Linked DNA regions of Mus musculus: region 1 is linked to region 2. Evidence: chromatin contacts called from public HiChIP or PLAC-seq data. All regions are on one chromosome and are shown on one strand. The core of a region is the stretch at or near the end of the contact, and the rest is flanking DNA. Distances in the headings are between cores, read along the strand shown. Region 1 overlaps Fbln2 (fibulin 2). Region 2 holds the start of Fbln2 (fibulin 2).

The links. HiChIP or PLAC-seq counts read pairs in DNA pulled down with a chosen protein or histone mark.
Region 1: a contact with region 2 is called in an H3K27ac HiChIP or PLAC-seq map of VIP interneurons, with 2.1 times the contacts expected there. The contact joins the enhancer-like site here to the promoter of Fbln2 in region 2. A contact is called at or near these places in 12 of 39 promoter capture datasets (the 3T3-L1 cell line, 3T3-L1-derived adipocytes, the C10 cell line and 7 more), 14 of 484 Hi-C or Micro-C datasets (the AML12 cell line, the C2C12 cell line, the N1E-115 cell line and 9 more), 11 of 115 datasets of contacts at active chromatin or transcription factors (the NIH/3T3 cell line, T-cell acute lymphoblastic leukemia, VIP interneurons and 7 more) and 3 of 9 other capture datasets (adipose tissue, embryonic stem cells and liver).

The regions. Positions count from the first base shown.
Region 1 is chr6:91,272,348-91,279,414 of GRCm38.p6, forward strand. Fbln2 (fibulin 2) reads left to right here. Exons shown (of 18, transcript NM_007992.2): 18 at 1-193. Among named protein-coding and RNA genes, the nearest start is that of Fbln2, 63 kb to the left of the region's middle. Within about 2 kb of position 5,329, at least 19 of the 459 cell types and tissues checked have an H3K27ac peak or open chromatin away from gene starts, as enhancers often do. A contact at or near this core is called in VIP interneurons and cortical glia, where this site is marked.
Region 2 is chr6:91,211,252-91,217,605 of GRCm38.p6, forward strand. It overlaps Fbln2 (fibulin 2), which reads left to right and starts at 1,513. Exons shown (of 18, transcript NM_007992.2): 1 at 1,513-1,649.

The DNA of each region.
Region 1 (7,067 bases), core at 4,079-6,578, 65 kb after region 2:
TCTCTGTGAGTTCCAGGCCAGCCTGGTCTACGCTGGGAGTTCTAACCAGCCAGAGCTACATAGAGAGATCCTATCTCAACAAGGAAAAATGAAAGAAATCATTTTAAAAGGTTTTTTTTTTTGCTGTTGTTGTTTAATGATAAGAGTAGCACATATACATTATTAAAAATGATCAAATAGCACAGAAAGGTTATTCAGTCTCTTTGACTTCTTTCTTTTGTAAAACACTGAAGATTGGCATCAGTCCTGGAATGTCACAGGGTCTCCAACTAACAGATGAGCTCAGAGTGAGAGCCACAGGTTTCTATTATGTCCCTGCCTCTTCTCCTGCCCGCACTTGCTACCCGCTACTCCCTCCTTCTCCCAGATGGGTTCTCGAGCTGCTTGGTGGGTCACCTTGGGTGTGGTGGTGGCAGGTCTGGAGTGGATGTGGGCAGAACTGAAAAAGACACATTTTCTTTGATCCTGAGTGAATTTCAGCTCTGTTGGGTATCAGCGAAAGGGGCAGCTGTGAGAATGTGGGAAACTGAGGCCCTGAGAGTAGAGGGGATATACCTAAGGTCTACTGTGAGGGTCAGAGTGGGCACACCCACATGGCTGCCCTCAGTGTCCTCTGAGACAGATTCCTGTGAGCAGTCTGGAACAGTTACATGTGGCGAGCAGCAGCCAATATGTTAACTGTGGTAGGAAGCTGGACTGGATCGAGCCAGTCTGCAATCCCAACTACTTGGGACATTGAGGCAGGAGGATTGAGAGCTAATGGTACTCTGTCCCAAAGAGTTACAAAAGGCAGGGGGTGGGGGACTGAGGATGTAGCTTAGTGGTAGAGGATTTAGTTGGTATGTGTGAGTACCACACCCAGTACCACACCAGGAAAACCAAATGATGGGGACAGAGTAGACATAGCCGGACTCTTCACACATGCTAACAGCATTGTAGGTGTCTGTGCACACGTGTGTCTGTGCCACCAGCTCTGGAATATTAGAATATTAGAATATTAGAATATATAGAATATATAGAATATATAGAATATATAGAATATATAGAATATATAGAATATATAGAATATATAGAATATATAGAATATATAGAATATATAGAATATATAGAATATATAGAATATATAGAATATTCTTTCTTACTGTGAGTGGTGGGCAGAACCCAAGGAGTAGCCTGCTGGGGATGCTGGCACATAGCCCTCAGTGGCTAGGCATTCTTCAAGACACATTTGCAAACCACATTTGGATGTAAATTCTTCTGTTTTTAAGCTGTGATGGAAACTTAAAAACAAGCAAGCAAACAAACAAAAGTCAGGCACGAGGGCTCAGTGGGTAAAGGCGCCTGCTACTAAGCCTGATGACCTGGCTTCACTTCCCAGGGCCCACAAATTGTTCTCCGACATTTCCCTGCACCACATGTGCTGTTACACAAACACACAGAAGTGCACACCAACAAGCATGTGCATATGTGTGAGTGCTTGCACACGCCTGCCTGCATGTGTGTGCTCAAAAACCACACACACACACACACACTCTCTAAATAACGTTTTAAAAAGGAAAACAATAAGCATGGGAGTTGGAGAGATGGCTTACGTAACCCTTAACCATAAGTAGTAGTCTAGCTCACTACTCTTCCAGAGGACCCAAGTTTAGTTACTAGCACCCACATGGCAGCTCATAACTACCTGGAACTCCAGTTCCAGGGGCTCTGACACCCTCTTGTGGCCCCTGTGGGCATCAGACACACACATGGTGCACACGCACACATGCAGGAAAAGCACATACACACGCGAAAAATAATAAATAAATCTTAAGGAAACAAAACAACACAGGCACATGCCAAGCAAACCCTGCTGTCACAGCTCTCATGGGGGTCATCATCAGTGGCCTTTTCTCTTTCCTCCCTTCTCCTCACTGTCCCCCCTTCCCAAGAGTGTAGCAGAAGTTGCTTCCTTGCCGCTGGTCTACCCGTCACCCCTCATTTCTCTGGCCTTGAGATTCCCAGAGCTAGCAGTTCTGTTGTGACAGCCATCTGCAGGGCTAGATGGAGCTCCATTGAGAAACACATCAGAGGTCATAGCAGCTGCCCCTGTTCCCCCACAGCCTGGGCTATCTTGCCAGAGCATGGTTACTCCCCTTGCATCTTCTGCATTAGGCTCCCAGGATTCCTTAGTAGCTCTGTCTTGGCTGCCTGCATCCAGCAGTATTTCCCACGTGGAACATGAACTCTAGGAGTACTTGGCTGCAAGCTGGTCAGCAATTGGTCTCAAGTCTTGCTTCCAGGCAGTCTCGGTGACTCCCATTCCACAGTTCCAGTTGCTGAAGCATTCCCCATCTTACTGGCCATCCCTCTCTCCCCCACAACATTCCAGGAGAAGCAAGAGTTTCGGCCTTCATAGTGGTTCAGGCTCTCTAGCCACCACTGAATTCCTCCCCTGACTTCCACCCACCAGGTGTGACTGAGTCTCCCTGGTCCAGAAGATTTTGCCCTTCATGCAGGTTGTCTGAGGAGAGTCTTGTCCAGCCCTGGTCATATCCTCATGGACATGTGGCTTTGGGTTGACAGGATTTCTCTCAGTCATATCTTTATGAAACTGTGTGACCATGGCTTTAGGGAACTCACGTCAGACTTCTCATGGTCATCATAAGGCCTCTAGCTTGAAAAGAACACACACACACACACACACACACACACACACACACATTTAAAAATTTTAAACAGAAGTGGGATTGAATCTAGGGTCCTGCATATGCAAGACAAGTATTCCACCATTAAGTTATTTCCTTTTTTCTCTTTAACCTCAGGTTAGGCCTCTCTAAGTTGCCTAGATGGGCTTTGAATTTGACATCCTTCTGTCTCAGACTCCTGAGTAGCTAGGATTAGATGCTTGTATTACCAGTCCTGATTTAAAAATAATTTTTGATTAACATGTAATATCTGTCATATACATGAGTTATTCTTTTCAGTGCTGGGAATGGAGAAGCACTGTAGGTGCTGGCCAGCCCTCCACCTCTGACCTCCATCTGCAGACAAGAGAGTGTGTCCATTGCATTGTGTACTTGTTACTTTTCTATTGCTGTGATGAAACATGAGAAAGGCAAGTTGTAAGAGGAAGGTTTCTTTGGAATTACAGTTCCAGAGAGACGCAGTTCATCATGGCAGGAGGTATGGCAGCAAAGCAAGCAGAGTGGCTTGAGCAGCAGCAGGCCTGGAGCTCACATTTTGAACTGTGAGCAGAAAACAGAGAGAGGGAACCAGAAAGTTTTAAGCTCCCAGTGACACTGCCTCCAGCAAGGCCACACCTCCTAAGCCTGCCCGAGCAGCGCCACCAATTGGGAACCAGGTGTTCAAATACTGAGAGGGGGTAGGGGGATGGGGGGGGGGAACACTCACTCAAACTACCCTAGGAGTAACCCGCACAGGGTTGTTACAGTATATACAACCTTAGGTTTCCATTGTTTCTCTAAACTGACTACATTCTAACTCTTCTGGCTACTTTGAGACACTAAATTAGTTACACCCCACTCCCAGGTGCTGTGCTGTGGCACACTGGAATATTTCCCCCTCAACCACACTGCATCCCTCACTGATTGCTCTTTCTCTGCCCTCCCCAGAGCTTGCTCTCAGCTTCAGTGAGATCAACTTTCCTTCCTTCTTTTTTTCCCTTCCTTCCTTCCTTCCTTCCTTCCTTCCTTCCTTCCTTCCTTTCTTTCTTTCTTTCTTCCTTCCTTTCTTTCCTCCCTTCCTCCCCCTCTCCCTCCCTCCCTCCCTCCCTCCCTCCCCTTTTCTTTCTAAAGATTTATTTATTTTATATATGTGGGTACACTGTCGGTGTCTTCAGACACACCAGAAGAGGGCATTAGATCCCATTATAGATGGTTGTGAGCCACCATGTGGTTGTGGGGAATTGAACTCAGGACCTCTGGAAGAGCAGTCAGTGCTCTTAACCTCTGAGCCATCTCTCCAGCCCAAGATCAACTTTCAAGGACTCCATTTATGTGACAGAGCACACACTGCTTGTCTTCCCATGCCAGACTTGGCTGCCCTCTATACTTGGAGTAAAGTGGAACTGTTTGGGTCCCCTCTGCGTTGGAGAGCAGCTGGACTCCCATTGGTTCACTTGTCTCAGAGAACACTGTACTGTGCTGCCCAGTTCATCCCCTCTGCGCTGATTTAGAAATGTCCCCTGTTGGATTGTGATCCCTTTGCCCTTCTCTCTCACACCTGTGGGTTTGTCCGCTCTGAGGGTGACAGTCACTGTACTCCTGGCAGCTCCCCCCCCCCCCCCCCCGCCAGGGAAGAGGGTCCAAGGGCAGGAACAGTTCTCCCTCAGTGGAAGCAGTCGGAGGCTAGGGGCTTGGCTCACACTGGCTCAACCCACCAGAGGATTTTGAGTTACATTTTCATTACTTCCTGTTTTGTTTTGTTTTCTACTCCATGGACCCAACTCCTTGAGAGCAGAACTAGTCCCTAACTCCACTGGGAATGGTGGTTGGGTGATGCACACAATGCACAGTACTTGGGAGATGAGGGCAGAAGGAGTAGGATCAAAGTCATTGTCAGCTAGAGTGGGCTCAAGGCTAGCTTGGCTCTCTTATGCTCAGGAACATTGATGGAAACCACATGCCTGTTTCAGACCATCACAGACCCCTCCCAGGGACCACAGCCTATCCTGCATGTTCTTGGTTGAATCTCAGCAGCTTTGAGGACTGGGAATGAATCATAGGATTTGGGTTTTCCAGGGGTCGTCCTCAGGATCGGCCTGGAGCTGTGGGGTCCTGGGCAGCATGACCATGGGCATGGGCTTGTGTGAGGCTTCTTCTGTAGAGGACACATGTGTAGGAGTGCATGCTGTCTGCAGGTGTCTAGGCTCTAACCTGTCCTGGCATAGGGCTTCCCTGCAAAAAGTGGTACCCAGCAGCTTGCATATGTGTTTCCCAAAATGGCAGGCTGAGGGGCACAGAGCTAACTTGCTGTTGGCCTGTGGTGGGCAGGGTGTGTGGGGTGTTCTACCTAAGCCACTTGGATGTGCTATTAACCGGGGTTCTTCCTGCAACAGAGGTAGCAGGTGGCCCCTGGGTTCTTGACGTTTCATTTAGAGAAGTTTGGAGCAACATGTAAATAGTGAGAAAATGTACATATGTTTCTAGGCCTTGAACTTCTCTGGAAGCCCCAGGCCTCTTCTGAGATCCCTAAGTCAAGCTGTTCTCTTGAGAGTTTCTGAAGGTCACATGGTTTCTGCAGGGTAGCCCGGAGCCATTACAAAGCTCTTTGTGCACAAACAGAACTGTCCTGATGTGGGCAGGGCAGTCCCTCCTCTGGGGGCGGTGAGTTGGGCTCACAGGAGGTCTGGGGGCCTGAAATTGAGTCTGCTGATTCTTCAATCCTGCAGAGTTCTGGTGTACGGGCGAGCAAGGGCGCCCTCTTGTGGCTGCATCCCAACTCCAATGATTAAGAGCCAAGATGGATTTGGGCAGGTAGGTTTAGGGGAAAGGTGTTTTCAGTGGTGTGGGAGGTTTTGAAACGTCACATTGTGACCCAGAGGGGCTTGGGAACCGGTTTAGTGTGAGCTGGGGACAGAAGTCTGTGGGGGACAGTTGGAGGTTAAATGAGATGGTTCTTGAGGGAACCCACAGTGCTGACTTGGAGCAAACAAACAGTCCATACTTAAACCATATGTCTGGACCCATAGTCACCTTAAGGCCAACTTCTCTGCTCCGCCTAGGACTAACGGATATCTACATGTGAGAGTCTTCCTGGTATACAACCACTTGTGAGGGCACAGGGGTTTCCTGGTCCGTGAGCAACATTCTCCACCAAGAAAATTGAGGAGATGCAGATTCACCAGGGCCTCCCAGCAGCCCCGTGCTTCAAGTTCTGTGCTAGGGGCTCAACCTATTTCCCAGAGATGGGCAGAGAGGGTCCTGGCTTACCAAGGGTCATATAAAGATTAAAATTCTATGAGGGTGGCCAAAGCCAGGAGAATAAGGAAGGCCACAGACTGGCAGAAAATAATTGCAAATGACATAGCTGATAAAGGACTATTGTCCAAGGCATACAAAGGACTCTTAAAATGTAACAATAGAAAATGACACAATTACAAGGCAGGCAAAAAGCTGAGCAGACACCTCAGCAAGCATGCCTGCAGATGGCTGATATGCATGTGAAAAGATATCCTGTTTCTGTCATCAGGGAATTGCCAGCGAGACCCAGCTGCTGCAGTCCTCTCACTGAGATCTCCCCTTCCCTTCCAGTTCTCCTTCATCAACAGCCACCCAAGAACATTAAAGAGAAAGTTCCAGAAACAAATAATCCAGGGATTGGTGCAATGGCTCAGTGAGTAAAGGTACTAGGTAGAAGGAAAGAACTGTGTGGGTTAACCTCCGACCCACACAGGTGGCACACATTTACCCACAGCGTGCATGCACACACAGGAATGATAAGATGTTGAGATGGCTCAGTAGGTAAGAGCGCTTGCTGCACTTGAAAAGGCCTTTCAGGTGGAGAGAATCTGGAGGTGCTCCCATCATTTGAAGAGGAGCTTAGAGTGCCCCCTTACAAGTGAAGATGGTTCAGTTCCCAGTGCCCACATAGTAGCTCACAACTCTGGTTCCAGGGGGTTTTCTGGCTTCCACAGGCACCAGGCACACATGTGGTGAACAGACATACGTGTAAGCAAAACACTCATACCCATAAAATGAAAATTAATTTAAGAAAATAAAAAATTTAAAAGAGGTAATTCCTAGTTTTCTGGCTCTGACCTCTTCCAAATAGAGTGACATAATGCCATTCTTCCACACTCAGTCATGTTTGGAGTATCAGTTGCCATGACAGCCAAGCAGGTATCATTTGACGTTTTGGTTGTGGAATCTACAGTCTCATTCCAGTCCTGGCATTCAAATGGTTGTGTTTGTTGTTCACTCTCTAATTGTTTTAAGATAGTCTTCTGTGGCTCAGGCTGACCTTGAACTCACTGGGTAGCTGAGACTCCTGCCTCCACTTCTGAAGCACTAGGGTTATAGGCACGGCCACCATACTCAGCAAAGTGGCCTTTGCTTTTCTTAGAT
Region 2 (6,354 bases), core at 263-2,762:
CATATACTATTTACTGAACACACCCCTCTGGAACTTTGGGATTTCAGCTCAACCCCTGATGTAGGCTTTGACACCTATTGTTTAGTTTGCCCCTGAGGAAGTAAGCCAAAACTCAGAGGGAAGGGACTTGCCCAAGGTGACTGGCCCAAGGACACACAGCTGCATGGGAAAGAAGTCTTAGCTGCTAAGTAATTCTACAAACGATCATTTATAAACCAATCTCAAAAAGGTAGCCAGGGAGAGAATGCAGCCAAGTGGCAGGATAGAAGGGCTCTGATGTGGTCTCAGAAAGGGGATATTTTATCTCAAAACAAGGATGCACCAGCCCTAGGCTCCTGGGGGAGAGGTGTTCGGGTAGAGGTTAACAGCATACACAAAGGCCCTGAGAGAGGCGTTTGTGGAAAGAGCCCACAGAGGCAGGCTGGGTCAGACTTTTCCATTCAGCTCTGCTCTCCACAACCCATCCTGGTTCCTCTACAATTCCCTGGCTCTTTCTAGGTGCAGCTATGTAACCCTGGGCAGATAGCTTCCTTCTCTGTCTTTTTGTTTGCTCTTGGCTGCCTCACACCTGTTCTGGGCCATGGGGTCTTACTCTTGGGCCACAGCTGCTCCTAGGATGACGGGCAGTGGCTATAGGGGCATCCATCTCTGGCAGGTATGGGAGGTGATTAGCAGTCCTGGATCTCAGACAGTGAAGCTCACTGTTGACTTTCTACCATGCACAGGCCCTGGGCCTGCTGAGAGTGGACAGTGGTGACCAGACACCTCTGTCATTTGGGGGGCAGGGAGCCAAGGGCCCAGTAATGATATGTTTTGAGTTTATATCTTACAGAGTGTTGACTGCCTCTTGGGCACTGTGCTGTGGATGACAGTGTTCTCCACAGCTCCCTACCCACAGAGGTCAAGAGGATTGGCTAAGCCACACCATAGTACAGGCAACTGAATCAGGATAAAAAAAGAAGAAGAAGGAGGAGGAGGAGGAGGAGGAGGAGGAGGAGGAGGAGGAGGAGGAGGAGGAGAAGAAGAAGAAGAAGAAGAAGAAGAAGAAGAAGAAGAAGAAGGAGGAGGAGGAGGAGGAGGAGGAGGAGGAGGAGGAGGAGGAGGAGGAGGAGAAAGAAAGAAAGAAAGAAAGAAAGAAAGAAAGAAAGAAAGAAAGAAAGAAAGAAAGAAAGAAAGAAAGGAAAAAAAGAAAAAGGGCAGGGTGATCTAGACAGTGGAGAACTAAGATGGGAGCATGCCCATGCCTAGTTTCTGCAGACCTGTCCCTGGGCAGCTTTGAGCCTGGGTACCTCTGGCTATCACAGGGTGCTGGGTCCAGGAGGAGAAGCTAAAGGGTGGCGCAGTACTGAGACATCTGAGTCTCAATATAGCCAAAGCATGGTGAGAGGGAGTGGAAAGAGGGACTCAGAGACCCGGACAGGAGAGCGCCGGCTCCTGGGCTCCTATTTGGGCTTGTTGAGCACTGGGTTGGGCGAAGTCTTAGCAAAATCGAGGCCCCGCCCTGAGGCGGGACCTGTGGGGCGGGGTCTCAAGGCCTGGCTAGTCCCGCTCTTCTCCAACCCCGAGCCGCGCGCCACCCGGACTCTGGATTCACCGACGGCGGGTGCGCGGACAGACTGACGGCGGCGCAGCTCAACACAGAGCACCGGGTAAGTACAGAGCCTTCGATCTCCACCCCGCGCTTCCTCTAGGTCAGTCACGTTCTCTTGATCGCTGGCTCGTCTCTCTGGCTCTCCAGACACCAGACTAGTCCTTCAGGGTCTCCCAGGGTCACTCCCCCAGCTGCCCCCCATCCCCGGCGGGAAAGATTGGGCCTCTCGGTCTGGTACCACCCCACCCTCAGTCACAAACTGCCACACATGCACTCACACTAGCAGAAGTTACTGCAAGCTCTGCAGAGGCACAGGCCACCCCAACACCCAGCCCAGAATCTCTCGTGCAGGGGCTGTGCACGTTCACTTCTCCCACATCCCTCTGCACGTGAGTGCTTTCACACACACTTGCATGTTTTAGGCATCCTTCAGACATGCATATGTGTCCGTGTTAGGCACGTGTGCGTTCGACATCCATAGAAAGTTTGGTTCAGTGCCGGTTGGTTCAATGCTTCGCTTATCTCCATCCGCTATTCCACACACATCTCCCACACGGGCCTGTGTTGGACACAGAGGGCCCCACACTCAGGTTCACAGACAGAGTCATGGTCCCTAGCATCTGCGGTTCCCCTGCTGAGTGGGAGCCTCAGCCTAGAGAGAAGGAGGTGGCTGCTGGTGTTAGTCTTGGCTCACTCTTGGAGTGGCCTAGGGGGCCCAGGAGGGGCTAAGTCTTCAGGGGTGGGCTTGGCTCCTCACCACCTCTTGTTTCCCCGCCCCCCCTCTCCTAGGCAAGAGTCCATCCTTTCTTCCTCAGCCAGCCTGAGATCGTGCCCATCTGCTTCACGGTGATGGCCACTTGGACCAGTCCGAAGTTGGTCTGAGCCAGCAGGTGTTCTATGACTGGCCAGAGAGACAAAAAGGAATTTGTGGTGTGTGGGTCCTTGTTGCTCAGAGGATGCTGAACCTGACCCTCTCCAGGAGAGCTTGGGTGACGTGGGTGGGTGGCAGCAGAGGGCTCCCTGGGCTTGGCATTGAGTGGAGCTAATACATATTTGTGATGGAATGATCGGAGCTCTCGCCTCACCTTCCAGAGGTGCCAAGTATGTGTGTGTGTGTGTGTGTGTGTGCAGGACCCCCAAGAGGAAAGGCAGGATGGGAGATGTTGCCAAGGGTGGGTACCTCTTGTCTTCCCGCCCACCCCTTCATGTAGTATGTAGAAAGCATCTGACTGGAGGTGCAGACCCGCCAGCCCCGGCTGTGACTAGCTCTGCATGTTTTGCTTGGCTCTCAGTATGCTATTATTGTTTTTAAAAATTTAATTAGCTGCCAGCATTTACTAACTGGCAGCTTTCACAGAAAAGTCCGGATTTCCGTCTTTTCTTGAAAAAAAAAAAAAAAAAAAAGCAAGCTCTGGTGGTTAGGATTCATATGCTTTTGTGGAGTGCTTCAACCAGTGCTGCTGGCTGCCTTCCCTTAGGGATGGGCCAGGGGCACCTTTGGTTGCAGTCTCTACCAGATCTTTCTTCTGGGCTCCTGTCTGGCCTTTGGAGACCTGTTCTGGTTGTAGCCTTTTAAATCCATTGCTATCTCAAGGGTGAGCCCAGGCTAGGCTCTGCCATGCCTTAAGTAAGCCTCCTACCATTCAGGATGTTGGTCACCACAAAGGTGGGAGTGTCCAGGATCAGGTTTACAGGGGATTCTAATGATAGTATAGACATTTTGTGCTGGTCTGTGGGGGTGATGGCCTGGTGTCCCCATAGGAGGAAGGTCAGAGCTCCTGGTGGACCTGAGATAGACCTCGCATAGAATTTTCCTTCTTGTTATTCTGAGAGCTCCTCTGTAAAGTCACACTGGTTCTCCTGACTGGAAAAGGGAGGCTCAGAAAGAATTCAACAAGCAAAGGAACATTTTCATACCCTGGAACAAAGCTCTCTGTTCTTCCAGGCTCTCTGTCCTTCCAGCATTGAATCCCGAGAAAGGGAGACCTGGATGTCAGTGACTCTGGAGTTTCCTGAGTCTCGTCCATAGAGGACACACAGTAGGTGCTCAATAAATGCTCCTGGCATGACTAAGGCAAAGAGATTGCTCCTTGGGATCATGGTAGAGCAGAACCTGGGGCTCAGGCGTAAGATTACACACAGCCTGGCCCTTTGATGTCTGATGGGAGTGACAGCCCTCTTTGCTGTGACTCCTGTGGCCCTCAAGTGGAGATCACAAAGTCGGGGTAAATCTATGGCATCACTCAGGCGTGACCTCTTGGACATCTTCTGGCCTTGTGCCTTAAATTTGGAAGCTAGGCTGTGAATAATTGTTTTTTTCTTATTTCCCTAGCTGGCCTTGGCAAAGGAGATGCCACACAGAGAGGGACTCAGGATACCACACAAGCCAAGTTCATGTTCCTGCAGGCAGCTGCTTGATGGGTGGTTCAGGGTCTGGTGGCCACTGTGTTATTCTAAGCTGAAATTTCTGTGATCTTCTACACTCATCTTCCGCATGTGGCGGATCGTAGGTATGCTAAGCACCCCTGTGACATGTGGCTGCCTGTCTACAGCTCAGGGGACATGAGGAGGGTGCAGCCACACTGGCTTCTCCTTGGTGCTTCTTGGAGATTTTTTGCTAGGGAGGTAGTCTAGAGGTGAGGCCCTGCTCTACTCCCAACCCCATTTCCTGGACCTCAGTCTTTTCTTCTGCACAGTAGAGACTTCTGGCACTTTCCAGTGCTCATGAGCTTACAGTGAGGAGGCAGAGATGGGGATGACTGTCTAGCATTTTGTTCTGGCCGGGTACAGATGCTCATGGGAGCTGGGGGTGGGTGAAGCAGATGCTGTGCATGTTGTTATGCAGCTGATTTTCTAACTGGAGGAGGCAGGATGGGGTGGGGTGGAGTGGGATCCAGATGGGAACATATTGTGGAAAGAGGTATATGGCCAGGAGTGTGTGTGTGTGTGTGTGTGTGTGTGTGTGTGTGTGTGTGTGTGTGTATGTGTATGTGTTTGGTTGTTTTGAAATGGAGTCTTGCTATGCAGAGGGCTGGTCTAGACCTTATCCTGGTAGCCTAGGCTTAGGGATGAGGTTAAGGGTCTCTTTGAGGAGGGATTTCTAAACTGAGATATGAATGACAATGACAATGACAGCAAGTTCAAGGAGCCTAGGATGAGATTCTCCTTGGTGCTTGTGTGTGAGCAAAAGGGGTGGTGGTGGAGCTTTTGTGGGAAGGGGACAGTAGGGACAGAGAAGGTGCAGGGTATACAGCAGGGAGTCTGAAATTTCCTGGAAGTTTTTAGTTTGCTTTATCTTGCTTCTTCAGACAGGATCCTGCTATGTAGCTCTGGCTGGCCTCAACTCATTATGTCAACCAGATTGACCTCTGACCCCTAGAGATCTCCCTTCCTCTGCCTCCTTAGTGTCCCAAATTAAAGGAGAGTCCCTAGAAGGTTTGAACCAGGAATCCCCAAGATACAGGTTCATGTAAAGATGTTCTGGACATGTGCAGGTTCAGGAGGTTTCATGGCTCTGCAGAATGGTACCATGTGACCACTGAGCCCTCTTTAGAGACAGGCCTGGGGTCGGGGTAGGCCCCATCTTGAGAAAATACATGCGAATGGGGAGCTAGGCCTGGAAGGGGTCACTAAGCTTCCTGTGACATGTGCTGGTCAAACAGAGGCCAGCATAGTCTTTTGTGGCATATTATGTAGCTGTAAAAATGTTAGGGTGTATGCTATGTGGAAAGATCTAGAAGGTCTGCTGGAAGAAGGAAAGGAGGAGCTGTCACTTGGTGTAGCCGTGCTGCCTTTTGTCAGATCGGAACACACATTCACATGGGCTACATGAGCAGTGGTCACTACCCCAGAGGAAAGGTGACCTGCGCCCACCTGGGAGGGGCAGCAGAGGGGAGGTGAGACTTCCCACTGTATGCTTTGTTACAGTGTTGTAGGCTCAGAACATGCAGGAGAGGCTAGTTGGTATTATCAGTAGCAGAGCCTATGGGTCGAGTGAATAAGGCCCTGAAAGCCACCCCTAGTGACACAGGAAATAGACCTCCAAACATTGCACAAAGCTGAAAGCCACCAGCGAGCGGGTGTACACTTGTGAAGTGTTGGGTGACAAGTGAGGGTCGCCATTCACATCCCTGCGTCCGTGACCTCCATGAATAGACGGACTTCTCCCTGGCACGACCTGTGAAAGTTTCCACAGTGATTACATCGTATGGTGCCAAAGTCTCGATTTGCAAAGTCTAGCCAGTGAGCAAAAGGAAATTACCTCCTCTTCCCCTCCCCCTTTCCTCTTGCCTCCTTTCCTGGGGTGTGCACTCCCGTTTAATCCCTGCGGGTTGTCTGGAAAGGGCATTTGGTTGGAAGCCCTCACTTGGTCCTAGGCATATCGCCCAGCCCAGGGGGGGTGGCTCAGACCCCACTCTTGTATGGGGAGAGACTGGTGCAGAAAAAAAAAAATTCCCTTTGGCCTCCTATGAAGTGCACAACTCTGCTGCCCAAATACTGTATTGCCCTCATGCAGCAGGTACTTCCTGAGCATCCACTGTGTGTGCAGTGTGCTTCTGAGTGCTGAGGGAAACCCAGGGACCCAGGCCATTTCTTTCTGAATCACAGAGCTTGATCTGGTGGGAGACACAGATGGGAGGCAGATTAGTACACATGTCCCTGTGAGCAGATGGGGGGTGGTAAGGATACCTAGGACAGAGACTCAACATTAGGGACCCCACCCTGGGTACTGCTGCCAGGAGACAGAAGGCCTGTCAAGAGCA